Linked DNA regions of Sus scrofa: region 1 is linked to region 2. A link is a contact called in public Hi-C data. All regions are on one chromosome and are shown on one strand. The core of a region is the stretch at or near the end of the contact, and the rest is flanking DNA. Distances in the headings are between cores, read along the strand shown.

Region 1 (7,044 bases), core at 2,188-4,687, 64 kb after region 2:
ACAGCTTAACCTCAGCCTCCCTGCGTGTTTCAGTGCTTCAGGCTCTGCTCCAAGAACCTGGTGAGTCTTGGTATCCCCTCTTCTGGAGGAGACTGGGTGCTGGGTTTAGCTACTCCTGGATATTTTTTGTTGTTGTTGCCTCTTTGGGGCCGCACCCGCGGCATAGGGAAGTTCCCAGGCTAGGGGTTGAATCTGAACCGCAACTACCAGCCTTATGCCATAGCCACAGCTACACTGGATCCTAAACCCACTGAGCAAGGCCAGGGATTGAATCCATGTCGTCACGGACACCAGTTGGGGTTGTTGCTGCTGAGCCACAGTGGAACTCCTTGGCTACTCCTAAAGAGACCTCTGCCATCCCAGGGTGCAGCTGGGTCAGCCTGGCTCAGCCTGAGGGTGGAAAGACCCATTTTGCACAGGAAAGCAGGAGCTGGCAGGTGTAAGGGTTTGTGTGGGAAGAAATGGGGAGGGGAGATTACATCCGTGTCCAGAGGCTCTAAGACTAGTGTTTAGGTTTGTGTTCAGACAACAGGAAAAATTTACCTTATATAAGGTGTATGACCTGGGGACCACTGACTTCAGGCTCCTGTCTACTACCTGGCGCACTGTGTCTGCAGGTACAAGGATGACGTGAGGGACTTGGCAGCATCCTGGATTTGGTATCCGTGAAGGATGACTGTGTGGATTTATATTAAATCCCCTTGGGGTTTGTTACAGCCAGTAACTCTGTGAAGCTGGCTCTCTTATTGGCAGCAAATTTAAAAATGGTAATAAAATACACAACAAAATCCATTTAACTATTTAAAAAATTTTAAGGTTTTATTGACATATGGTTGATTTTCTTTTTCTTTCTTTCCTTCCTCCCTCCCTCCTTTCTTTCTTTCTTTCTTTCTTTCCTTCCTTCCTTCCTTTCTTCCTTTCTTTCTTTCTTCCTTTCTTCCTTTCTTTCTTTCTTCCTTCCTTCCTTTCTTTCTTTCTTTCTTTCTTTTCTTTCTTTCCTTCCTTCCTTTCTTTCTTTCTTTCTTTCTTTCTTTCTTTCTTTCTTTCTTTCTTCCTTTCTTCCTTTCTTTCTTCCTTCCTTCCTTCCTTCCTTTCTTTCTTTCTTTCTTTCTTTCTTTTCTTTCTTTCCTTCCTTTCTTTCTTTCTTTCTTTCTTTCTTTCTTTCTTTCTTTCTTTCTTTCTTTCTTTCTTTCTTTCTTTCTTTCGTCTCCCCCCCTCTCTCCCTCTCTTTCTTTTGCTTTTTAGCGCCACATCCGCCGCATATGGAAGTTCCCCCACTAGGGGTCAAATCAGAGCTACAGCTGCCAGCCTACACCATAGCCACAGCAGTGTGGGATCCAAGCTCACAGCAATGCCAGATCCCTAACCCACTGGGCGACGGAGCCCACATCCTCATGGATGTCAGAGTCGTTTCCACTGCACCTCAACGGGAACCCCCGATGATGGCTGATTTTCAGTGTTTTGATCATTTCTGCTATATGGCAAAGGGGTTCAGGTAAAGACCATGGAATGCTTCATGACTTTGTGTGTCATCCTGGTGTAGGGGCCATGCTAATCTTCTTTGCAATGTTCCAGTTTTAGCAGAGGTGCTGGTGAGGCCGCCTCCCATGCTAAGCAGTTTTAAGTGTGCAGGTCACTAAGTTGACGTATGTTTACATATTTGCTGAGCAGCCAATCTCCAGACGCTTTTCATGCTGTAAACCTGAAACCGTGTCCCCATTGGACAAGGGCTTCTCATTGTCTCCTCACCCCAGCTCCGTTTGACTTTGTGTCTCTAAGGATCTAACTCCTTTGGGTACTTCATGGCGGTGGAAACACACAGTATTTGTCTTTTGGTGCCAGGCTCCTGTCACTTGGCACAATGTCCTCAAGCTTCCTCCAGGTGGTAGCACAGGTCAGATATTGCTGTCTTTGTGTTCCCTTCATGGCCCAGTGGTTAACGAACCTGAGTAGGATCCATGAGGATTTGGGTTCAGTCCCTGGCTTTGCTTGGTGGGTTAAGGATCAGGTGTTGCCATGAGGTGTGATGTAGGCCACACACGTGGCTTGGATCCCTGTTGCTGTGGCTGTGGTGTAGGCTTGTGGCTGCAGCTCTGATTCCACCCCGAGCCCAGGAACCTCGATTGCTGACGGTGCAGCCCCAAAAAGCGAAAAAGACAAAAAAAAAAAAAAAAAAAAAAAAAAGAAAACAAGAAACGCTGTCTTTTGAAGGCTGCTGATCCTATCCCACTGTTGTAGAGACTGCACTGTGTTGGCCTTTTGTTCATGGATGGACACAGGAGCTGCTTCCGTGTGTCAGCTTTGGTGACTAATGCTGCTGTGAACAGGGGTGTCCACAGCTCTCTGAGACCTCTTTCTGTTATTGGAGGGTATCCCCAGAGGAGGAGTGTTGGATTATATGGGAAAGCATTTTTAGTTTTTGGAGGAACCCCCGTCTTTTCTCCACAGAAGCTGCTCCTTTAACATTGATCCTAACAGTGCACGAGATTGGTCAGAAGCATTTGAAAAAGAGGCAAACGGGGGTGCTGAGCAGTACATGACATGTTCAAAGGCACAGGTGTGGGGGCGGAGCCAAGATGCGAATCAGCGTTTCCTGGCTCTTGGAAAGCTTGCTCTTCACCACTGGGCTGAGCTTGGGCTTTGGAGGCTCCGTGGGCGGGAGCTTCCTGAAGATGACTGTGTTCACTGGGTCAGCCTGGCCCTCAGAGCTGGGTAGTGGGGAGACATTGTGTGCCCCAAAGATTAGGAGACAGAATCCTGTCACTTCTGATTGAGAGTGAAGGTGGGACCCTTTCCTGCAGGCAGTTGGGAGACAGACCAGTGTGGATTGATGCCTTGACTGAGCTGGGCTGGAGTCTGTCCCATGTCATTCTGCCTGAACTCGCAGTTCCAACTCCCTGTCACTCTGCAAGCAGTGACACAGAAAGCGGTCCGTTTTCAGAAACCTTGGTGTAGAAAGATGTGGAGTCTCAGTTCTCTCATCACCCAGTCCCCCAAAAGTACTTCGCACATAACAAGGAAGGGAGGGCGTAAGGATGGCAACAATATCCCTTGTTTTATGGTGGAAAGGAGGACGAAGATGGCACATAGTTTGTACACAATCAGACAAGCTGATGCACAGCAGAGCTGAATTGGAACCAGCAGATCTGGTTGACGTGAGTTCTAAAATCATCATTCTTAGCCACTCAGCTTAGGCCAATTAAGCAGTGGCTGTGTGTGCCAGGCACTGTTTTAGAAGATTTGCTCCTGAAGGGGCCGAAATCTTGGCTTTCTAGATTCTTTGGCTGGTCTGGTCATGACATTTACATAGCAGATGGACAAATTTAGTTTGTTAGGTACAGGAGGCCCATAGAAACTCAGAGGCTCAAGGACAGTCAGGCACCTGAGGCTTATATGCTCACACCCTGAGCTTAAGGAGAAGTGGGTGGGGATCTGGGTGTTCCCAGGGAAGGGAGACAGTCCCTAGGAAGCTGGGAGGAGAAATGCTTGGAAAGCAGATATTTGCCCATTTAGTTAGAGACGTCTTTCTGAGATAAAATGTTATCTCCAGAAACAGCTCTCTTCCTGGCATGGGCCGTCTGTCTAAGTTATTGAGCAGTTAAGGGAGAGGCAAGAGCTGTTCCTGAGTCTGCTGTGTCTTCATTGCCTTCAGCTCCAAACAGTGCACGTGTGAAGTGGTGCATTTTGGGGGAGACATAATTCTCTCCCCTCCCTTCTCTGCAAGCAGCCCTTCCAGTAACTTTGAACCATGTGGAAAGTCTTCCTTAGATTTGAAGAAACCAAAGCTCAGAGATGGAGGACGGGCCCCGTGTACCCCTTTACCTGCTGATCCCATAACCCCGTTGCTTTGTGGAGTCAGACTCCCAGGGTCAAGTGTGGATGGACATTCTTGGTGACTTTGGGTCTTGTTTTCTCTTCAGGGAGGAGCCTCCTCAACTCTGTCTATGATGTTGGGTCAGCGTGTTCGCCAATTTGGTGAGAAACTGGTCCGAAGGCGGCCACTGGAGCCGAGGAACGAGTCTGAGATTCCCACACCTCATCTCAACAGCTTCGACCTAGTGGTCTTTGGTGTGAACAGAACCCTGAGGGCTGGTGTGTACATCCTAGCTGGTGCCGTGGCTGTGTATGTAACTGGGCCTGCGATCATTATCTCCTTCTTGGTGGCTGGCTTATTTGCCCTGTTGTCTGGATTCTACTTTGCTGAGTTTGGGGCCCGGGTACCCTGCTGTGGTTCTGTGTATCTCTACAGCTATGTGACAATGGGACAACTGCATGCCTTCATCACTGGCTGGAACATCATACTGCATTTTGTTCTTGGTGAGATGACGCAAGTGGCGCATGCTGTGGGCTTAAGACCAGGGACCTGGGAGAGAGAACTGGGGTCTTCCCTCGTTCATCAGCCCTTTGTCATTGACCTTGTAGAGGGAGTCAGGTCGTCGTGGCAGAATCCCCTCCACCTGCATTCTCCTCAGATCTAACCTGTCATCATAAAATCACTGGAAACCTAGAAGGAGGGGGAAGTGTAGGGAGTGGGTGAGAGGGAGGCACGTCCCACAGGCCCATCCCTCAGCATTTGAAAGGCTTTGCTCAGCTGTTGTCTTCCTGGATTTCCCTGTACCAGTCAAGTGAGATTTCAGCCCTCATCTCCCAGCCCTGCTGGTCCTACTTCCCTGTGGTCTTTTCTTGCATAACCTCCATCTCTTCCTAACATATCACATAGCTAATTTAGTCACCTGGTTCAGTTCCTCTGAGCCCATGAAGTGAAAATTTGAGACAGGGTATTTTGTCTGTTTCTTCCCCCCCAAATCCACTCCAGGGAGTTCGTAGGGGTTCAGTTACTGTCCTTTCATGAATCTACCTTCTGCCATTGCAGCCACCGCCTACTTGACCAGGGCCTGGAGCTACACCTTTGACAGCCTGATTGGGAACCACATCTCGCAGGTGTTAGAGGGAACGTTCTCTGAGCATATGCCCTCGTTCCTGGCCCCATACCCAGACTTTGTTGCGCTGGCCCTGGTGCTGCTGATGGCTGGTAAGAAGGGGTCAGAGCTAAGCTGGGGAGCATGGACTGTGAATGTGGGAGCTAGGGTGGGAAGGGCTTGGGTCCCCAAATGGTGGGGGGATTAGGACTGGAGGGAAAGGGTCAGGAAGGCAGAGCTTAGCCTATTGTTTTCCACCTTTGCAGCACTGACGTTTGCCCACAGGTGGGGGCTGTCCTGTGCTCCACATTGCATGTTTTCTATTTTCCTTTATTTTTTCTGATTTTTGTTTGTTTGTTTTTAATACATGTGTACTGGTGGCATATGGAAGTTCCTGAGGCTAGGATCTGAATCCAAGGCACATCTGTGACCTACACCACAGCTCATGGCAACACTGGTTCCTGAACCCACAGAGTGAGGCCAGGGATCTAACCTGCATACTCTCAGAGGCAACAGTGGGTACTTAACCTGCTGATCCATAATGGGAACTCCTGTAAAATCATTGTTGGATGTTGACTATCATCCCTGGTCTTTGCTCCCTCATATGACACATGACAGTCAGAATGTCTGCAGATGTGGCCACATCTCCGTCACGGGACAAAATCACTCCAGCTCAGAATCACTGATAAAATGACAAATTTCCTCCTCTATATTGAGAACAGGGATATTCTTCTAAAGAAAAGGAGATTCTCAGAGGAGGAACTAATGTACTATTTGTCTCAGCTTTATTGAAATATCATTCACATACCACATTGTCTTAGTTTATGTTATACAGCATGATTATTCGATAGATGTATGTATTGTGAGATGATTGCCACGATAAGAAATGAACCCTCTTGGAGTGTACAATTCTGTGGCACTTAGGACATTCATAGTGTTGCACAATCAACATCTCCCTCTACTTCCAAACATTTTCATCTCCCCCAAAGGCAGCCCTGTACCCACTGAGCATCATTGTCCATCCCCCACCCCACCTCTGGTCCTCAACCCTAAGCCCTTGACCACCGCTAGTCCACTTTCTGTCTCTGTGGATTTAATTATTTTGGAGGTTTCACACTTTCCATCTTTCCCACAGGGCTACTGATTCTGGGCGTTCATGTGACAGCTCGTGTTACCAAAGTGTCCACAGGTATCAATGCTTTGGTTCTCAGCTTCATCATCATCTCTGGCTTCATTAAGGGAGACCTGCACAACTGGCAGCTCACAGAACAGGACTACAAACTGGCCGCATCTGGATCCTCTGACAGCTATAGGTCAGGAGGGTCCTTTTGCCCCTAGTCTTGCTTAGAGGGGCTGCAGATCTGGGAATACGGTGGGAACGGAAGAGACCTGGGCTGATGGATCCAGAAGATGGGGTCCTGGAGCCCAGGTCTTGGGGCGTTAATGGAGGAGTCCAGTAGAGATGTCTGAACAGCCTCCCCCACGCTCTTCCCCATCCCTTCTCTCACCACAGCCTGGGCCCTCTGGGTTCTGGAGGGTTTGTGCCCTTTGGCTTTGAAGGGATTCTCCGAGGAGCAGCTGTGCCTTTCTACTCATTCTTTGGTCTCAATGCCATTGTCACTACAGGTAACATGGTCTTTATGTGTCCTTTCCGGCTTTGCCCAGTTTGGGCTGCCCTTGAGCAATGGGGTTGGCAGTTGATGAGGCTGCTTTTGGAGGTGGAGGGGGAAGAATATTGAATGATTTCACAGCTGTGTGTTTTCCTGACCTGATGCTCCCACCATCCTGCAGGGAAAGAAACCCCCAACCCTCAGCGTTCCATCCCTTGGAGCATAGGGATCTTCATCTCCATCTGCTTTTTGGCCTATTCTGGTGTCTCAGCAGCTCTCACCCTCATGGTGCCCTACTACCAGATTCATCCTTACAACCCCTTGCCGCAGGCTTTCCACCATGTTGGGTGGGCTCCTGCCGGATACTTCGTGGCTGTTGTCATCCTGTGTGCTCTTTTTTACAGGTCAGTGTCAAAGCTTTCTCTCCATGTACCGTCAGATGCTCAGGCATCCTCTCTCTTGGGATTGAGGGACGAGAGGGAAAGACACCTCACCCCAGGTGGGAGCAGGGAGCA
Region 2 (6,247 bases), core at 2,065-4,564:
CTGGACCCTCATACTGCATTTAGGCGTTGGTGAGATGCCGGGAGCGGGGCATGCTGTGGGCCTAAGACCAGGGACCTGGGAGAGAGAACTGGGGTCTTCCCTCATTCATCAGCCCTTTGTCATTGACCTTGTAGAGGGAGTCAGGTGGTTGTGGCAGAATCCCTCCCACCTGCATTCTCCTTGGCTCTATCCTGTTGTCCTATAATGACTGGACCCAAAACCTAGAAGTGGGGGGGAGGTGTAGGGAGTGGGTGAGAGGGAGGCACGTCCCACAGGCTCACCTCTCAGCATTTGAAAGGCTTTGCTCAGCTGTTGTCTTCCTGGGATTTCCCTGTACCAGTCGAGGGGAGATTTCAGCCCTCATCTCCCAGCCCTGCTGGTCCTACTTTCCTGTGCTTTTTTTCATTTCTTTACTTTTTTTTTTCCCCTTTTCCTGGGCCGGACCCACGGCACATGGAGGTTCCGAGACTAAGGGTCAAATCAGAGCTGTAGCCACCAGGAAAGCGGGATCCAAGCTGAGTCTGCAATCTATACCGCAGCTCATGGCAACCCTGGATCCTTAACCCACTGAGTGAGGCCAGGGATCCAACCCGCAAGCTCAAGGTTCCTAGTTGGTTTTGCTAACCACTGAGCCACAACAGGGAGTCCCCCTGTTTTCTTTCCTTGCATAACCTCCATTTCCTCCTAACATATTACATTTAGTCACCTGGTTCAGCTCCCCTGAGCCCATGAAGAGAAACTTTGAGACGGGGTATGTTGTCTGGTCCCCCCCACCCCCCACCAAATCCACTCCAGGGTGTTCGTAGGGGTTCAGTTACTGTCTCTTCACGAATCTTCCCTCTGCCACTGCAGCCACTGCCTACTTGACCAGGGCCTGGAGCTACACCTTTGACAGCCTGATCGGGAACCACATCTCACAGATGTTAGAGGGAACTTTCTCTGAGCATATGCCCTGTTCTTGGCCTCATACCCAGACTGTTGCAGTGGTGCTGGTGCTGCTGATGGCTGGTCAGAAGGGGTCAGAGCTAAGCTGGGAAGCATGGACTGTGAATGGGGGAGCTGGGGTGGGAAGGGCTTGTGTCCCAGGATGGTTGGGGGATTAGGACTGGAGAGAAACGGGACAGGAAGGCAAAAGCTTAGACCTTTCTTTTAGACCTTTGCAGCACTGACGTTTGCCCATGGGTGGGGGCTGTCCTGTGCTCCCCAAATTGCATTTTTCTTTTCTCTCTCTTTCTTTCTTTCTTTCTTTCTTTCTTTCTTTCTTTCTTTCTTTCTTTCTTTCTTTCTTTCTTTCTTTCTTTCTTTCTTTCTTTCTTTCTTTCTTTCTTTTTTTTTTAACACAGCTGCATGGGGGACATATGGAAGTTCCTGAGGCTAGGATTTGAATCCAAGGCACATGTATGACCTACACCACAGCTCATGGCAACACTGGATCCTGAACCCGCTGAATGAGGCCAGGGATCCAACCTGCATCCTCCAGAGGCAAGGCTGGGTACTTCACCTGCTGACCATAATGGGAACTCCTTTGAAATCATTGTTGGATGTTGACTAGCGTCCCTAGAGTTTGCTCCCAACTGTGACAGTCAGAATGTCTCCAGATATGGGCACATCTTCCTCAGGGGACAAAATCTCCCCAGCTCAGAATCACTGATAAAATGACAAGTTTCCTCCGCTATATTGAGAACAAGGATATTCTTTGAAAGAAAAGGAGATTCTCAGAGGAAGAACTAATGTACTATTTGTCTCAGCTTCATTGAGATATCATTCACATACCACATTGTCTTAGTATGTTATACAGCATGATTATTCGATAGATGTATGTATTGTGAGATGATTGCCATGATAAGAAATGAACCCTCTTGGAGTGTACAAGTCTGTGGCACTTAGGACAGTCACAGTGTTGCACAACCGACATCTCCCTCTACTTCCAGACATTTTCATCTCCCCCAAAGGCAGCCCTGTACCCATTGTGCATCACTGTCCATCCCCCACCCCACCTCAGGTCCCCAACCCTAAGCCCTTGACCACCGCCCATCCACTTTCTGTCTCTGCGGATTTAATAATTTTGGAGGTTTCACACTTTCCATCTTTCCCACAGGGCTACTGATTCTGGGAGTTCAGGTGACAGAACTGGTTGCCAAAGTGTCCATAGGCTTCAATGTTTTGTTGCTCAGCTTCATGATCCTCTCTGGCTTCATTAAAGGAGACCGGCACAACTGGGAGCTCACAGAACAGGACTACAAACTGGCCACATCTGGATCCTCTGACAGTATAGGTTAGGAGGGTCCTTTTGCCCCTAGTCCTGCTTAGAGGGGGCTGCAGATGTGGGAATACGAGGGAACGCAAGAGACCTGGGCTGATGGATCCAGATGATGGGGTCCTGGAGCCCAGGTCCTGGGGCATTAACGGAGGAGTCCAAGAGATGTCTGAACAGCCTCCCCCACACTCTTCCCCATCCCTTCTCTCACCACAGCCTGGGCCCTCTGGGTTCTGGAGGGTTTGTGCCCTTTGGCTTTGAAGGGATTCTCCAAGGAGCAGCAATGCCTTTCTACTCATACTTTGGTCTTAATGCCATTATCACTACAGGTAACATGGTCATTTGGGCTGCCCTTGAGCAATGGGGTTGGCAGTTGATGAGGCTGCTTTTGGAGGTGGGAGGGGGAAGAATATTGAATGGTTTCACAGTGTGTTTTCCTGACCTGATGCTCCCACCATCCTGCAGGGAGAGAAACCACCAACCCTCAGCGTTCCATCCCTTGGAGCCTAGTAATCGTCATCTTCTGCTGCATTTTGGCCTATTCTGGTGTCTCAGCAGCTCTCACCCTCATGGTGCCCTACTACCAGATTCATCCTTACAGCCCCTTGCCGCAGGCTTTCCACCATGTTGGGTGGGCTCCTGCCGGATACTTTGTGGCTGTTGTCATCCTGTGTGCTCTTTTTTACAGGTCAGTGTCAAAGCTTTCTCTCCATGTACCGTCAGATGCTCAGGCATCCTCTCTCTTGGGATCGAGGGACAAGAGGGAAAGCACCTCACCCCATGTGGGACCAGGGAGCAGAAACCGGAGCTGTCCTGCTTCCCTGCATCCTCACACGTGTTCCCATTATTGTCTTTTCCAGCCTCCTGCTTGTCATGTTGACCATGTCTCAGTTGATTTGTGAAATGGCAGAGGATGGGCTCCTTTTCCAGGGACTTGGCCAAATCTATGCTCGAAGAGGCACTCCCCTCGTGGCCGTCCTGGTTTCTGCAATTCTTTCAGGTCCATAAACACAACCCAGTTCTTCTTGGATCAATTTCTTTAGCTTGGATATATCCAGTGGCTTCTCACTCCCTCCCCCAACCCTCGTTCTAGGGATCCTGGCAGTGCTTTTCGAGATCTTTCATCTTGTGGAACTCTTGTCAGTTGGGGCCCTGTTTGTTTACTTCCTCGTGACTTTTTCTGTCCTGGTCCTCAGGTGAGACTCCACTACACCTTGATTGGGGTCTTGGTCTCATGGAGGTTGACAGTATGATCCCCTCCTGCTGCTTCCTAAATGTCCTGCTGGGCTTGAGTCAGGAAAGCAGTGGACTAGGCTGTCTGATGCTGGATGCATAGGGGCAGCTGTTCATGTTACCTTTATACCTCTAATTCAGGTACCAGCCAGACCAGAGCTTCAGCAAGAAGGAGAAAGTAGAGGAGGAAATTGAGATGGAGCCAATAGTTCAGTTAAATCCTTCACAACTGTTTCTGAAGCATGAACCTCAAACCCTATATCGAGACACCTCACCCCCACTCTGAAGTCTGGTCAGATAGTCTATGGAGGCACCTTCCTGCTGGGTGAGCACTGGGACTTCACTTTGGTCACCTTCTGAGATGGACAGGATGGGCATGGAGTGTCTGGGCTGGCAGCTGAGGAGTCTTGCAGATGTGATGGCCCTTCCTGGGGTGGGCAGTGTGGGGGAGGGGTGACCCCAGGTCTTGGCCCATTTGGCCTCTGGAGTTGAGCCTGTTGTCCTCCCCCTTGACCCATGCAGTTTTCCTGCTGACCATCCTGAGCCTGCTTCTGGCCCTGTGGCCCAGCCGCGTGTTCTCTGGAGACCCCGGGTTCACAGCAGGGGCTGTGCTGCTGCTGCTGCTCATTGCGGGGATCACCGCCATCAATTGGAGGCAGCCCCAGAACCCTTCTCCTCTTCCCTTCAGGGTAGGTGACCTTATGTGCCCAGCTGTCCAGGCTGAGTGGCTGAAGTCGGCATGCTTTGAGGTGAAGCCTCCTTTGCTGGACCAGGGAAGGGGGGGACTTGCTCAAACCCATGGACCTTCCCTGGTCCCACCCAGTGCGTCCTCCACCCACCCCCAGTCTCAGTGGGCCCTGAGTGCACAGCCTGAGGAGGACTGGGGTCTCCTTGCCCACGTGGGGGAGGGGCCTCCCTCTTCAATATGGGTGCTGTGTTCAGGGAGTCACTGACTTTGCCCCCAGGTCCCTGCTCTGCCCGTGCTCCCAGTGCTGAGCATCTTTGTGAATGTCTACCTGATGATGCAGATGTCCTCTGTGACCTGGGCCCAGTGTGGCATCTGGAATGCCATGGGTGAGTGGCCCTCTGGGATGAAGAGGCCTCTTGAGGGACAGAACCCAACCCCGTTCCTAACGACCTCTCCCCACAAACTGTGTCAGATGCCATAATAGGAGACCTACTGGGCATTTGTAAGTGGGAAGAGGGTCTGCTTTTCCTTCTCCTATTCTCATTTCCCTACTAGGACTGGCCATATAGTTTGCATATGGGATCCAACACAGCTTGGAGGAAAAGAGGGATCCACAGCCTCCAGCCTCCACCTTTCAGACTCTGCATGAAAGCACCTCTAGTGCTGAATCCTCTTAACCACAGGAAGTAGATGCTGTGTGGTTCCCTCCAATACAGTGTCTGTTTTCTTGTTCAAGCAACACCGTGATCCTCTGTGGGGTATGTGTGGGTTGCATTTGGAGACCTGTTTTCATTGACAGAGGACAAAATCACTTTCATATTGTGTAATTTTTAACTGTACATTTCTTTCTTTCCTTCCTTCCTTCTTTATCTTTTCCTTCCTTCCTTTCTTTCTTTCTTTCTTTCTTTCTTTCTTTCTTTCTTTCTTTCTCTCTTTCTCTCTTTCTTTCTTTCTTTCTTTCTTTCTTTCTTTCTTTCTTTCTTTCTTTCTTTCTTTCTTTCTTTATCTCTTTCTGTCTTTCTTTCTTTCTGTCGTTAGTTCTTTCTGTCTTTCTTTCTTTCTATCTCTTTCTCTCTTTCTTTCTTAAGGATCGCACCTGGGGGATATGGATATTCTCAGGGTAGCAGTGCAATTGGAGCTGTAGCTGCCAAACTATACCACAGCCACAGCAAAGTGAGATACAAACTACATCTATCCCCTACTCGGCAGCTCATAGCAACACTGGATCCATAACTCACTGCGTGAGACCAGGGATTGAACCTGCGTCTTCATGGATGCTAGTCAGATTTGTTTCTGCTGAGCCCGGCCGGGAACTCCTGTAGATTTATTAATGATGGCCATTCAGACCGGTTTGAGGTGGTACCTCCCTGTAGTTTTGATTTGCATTCCTCTAATAATTGGTGATTAGTTGAGCATTTTTCATGTGCCTGTTGGAAATAAATCCCTATGTTTTCTTTGGAGAACTGTCTATTTAGGTCTTCTGCCCATTTTTAAAATTGGGTTGTTTGCCTTTTTTGCTATTGAGGTGTATGAGCTTTTTTGTCTATTTTAGAGAGTAAGCCCTCTTTAGTGGCATCGTTTGCAACTCTTTTCACCCATTCTGTACATTGTCTATTTTTTTTTCCTGGTTTCCTTTGCCTTGCAAAAGCTGATAAGTTTTCTTAGACCCCATTGGCTTATTTTTGTGTTTATTTCTATTGCCTTGGGAGACAATCTATGACACCATTTGTGGGGTTGATGTCAGAGAATGTTTGCCTAGGTTGTTTTCTAGGAGTTTTATGTTGCCTTGTCTTAGGTTGAAGTCTTTAAGGTATTTTGAGTTTCTTTTTGGGCATGGTGTGAGGGTGTGTTCTAGTATCATCGATTTACATGCAGCTGTCTAGTTTTCCCAGCACCACTTGCTGAAAAGACTGTCTTCTCCCCATCTTTTTAATTAAAAACATTAATTATTATTATTATTATTATTATTATTATTTGCTTTTTAAGGCCACATCTGCAGCATATGGAAGTTTCCAGGGAGAGGTTGAATCGGAGCTACAACTGCCGGCCTATGCCACAGCCAGAGCAAC

What was found. Hi-C and Micro-C count contacts between places; a contact is called where the count stands out from the background.
Region 1: a Hi-C map of fetal liver shows a contact between it and region 2, with 4 times the contacts expected there. The contact joins the enhancer-like site here to the promoter of LOC110255287 in region 2. A contact is called at or near these places in 6 of 47 Hi-C or Micro-C datasets (blood, fetal heart ventricle, fetal liver and 2 more) and 1 of 2 datasets of contacts at active chromatin or transcription factors (alveolar macrophages).

What each region holds. Positions count from the first base shown.
Region 1 is chr6:56,546,749-56,553,792 of Sscrofa11.1, forward strand. LOC100626318 (cationic amino acid transporter 3-like) reads left to right here. Exons shown (of 12, transcript NM_001244165.1): 1 at 1-60; 2 at 3,921-4,317; 3 at 4,874-5,032; 4 at 6,055-6,232; 5 at 6,433-6,545; 6 at 6,711-6,933. The coding sequence starts at 3,945. Among named protein-coding and RNA genes, the nearest start is that of DPRX, 18 kb to the right of the region's middle. Within about 2 kb of position 3,438, at least 4 of the 83 cell types and tissues checked have an H3K27ac peak or open chromatin away from gene starts, as enhancers often do. A contact at or near this core is called in fetal liver, where this site is marked.
Region 2 is chr6:56,483,028-56,489,274 of Sscrofa11.1, forward strand. It overlaps LOC110255287 (cationic amino acid transporter 3-like), which reads left to right and starts at 3,315. Exons shown (of 17, transcript XM_021094915.1): 1 at 3,315-3,453; 2 at 3,632-3,815; 3 at 4,013-4,179; 4 at 4,456-4,564. It also overlaps the pseudogene LOC100620251.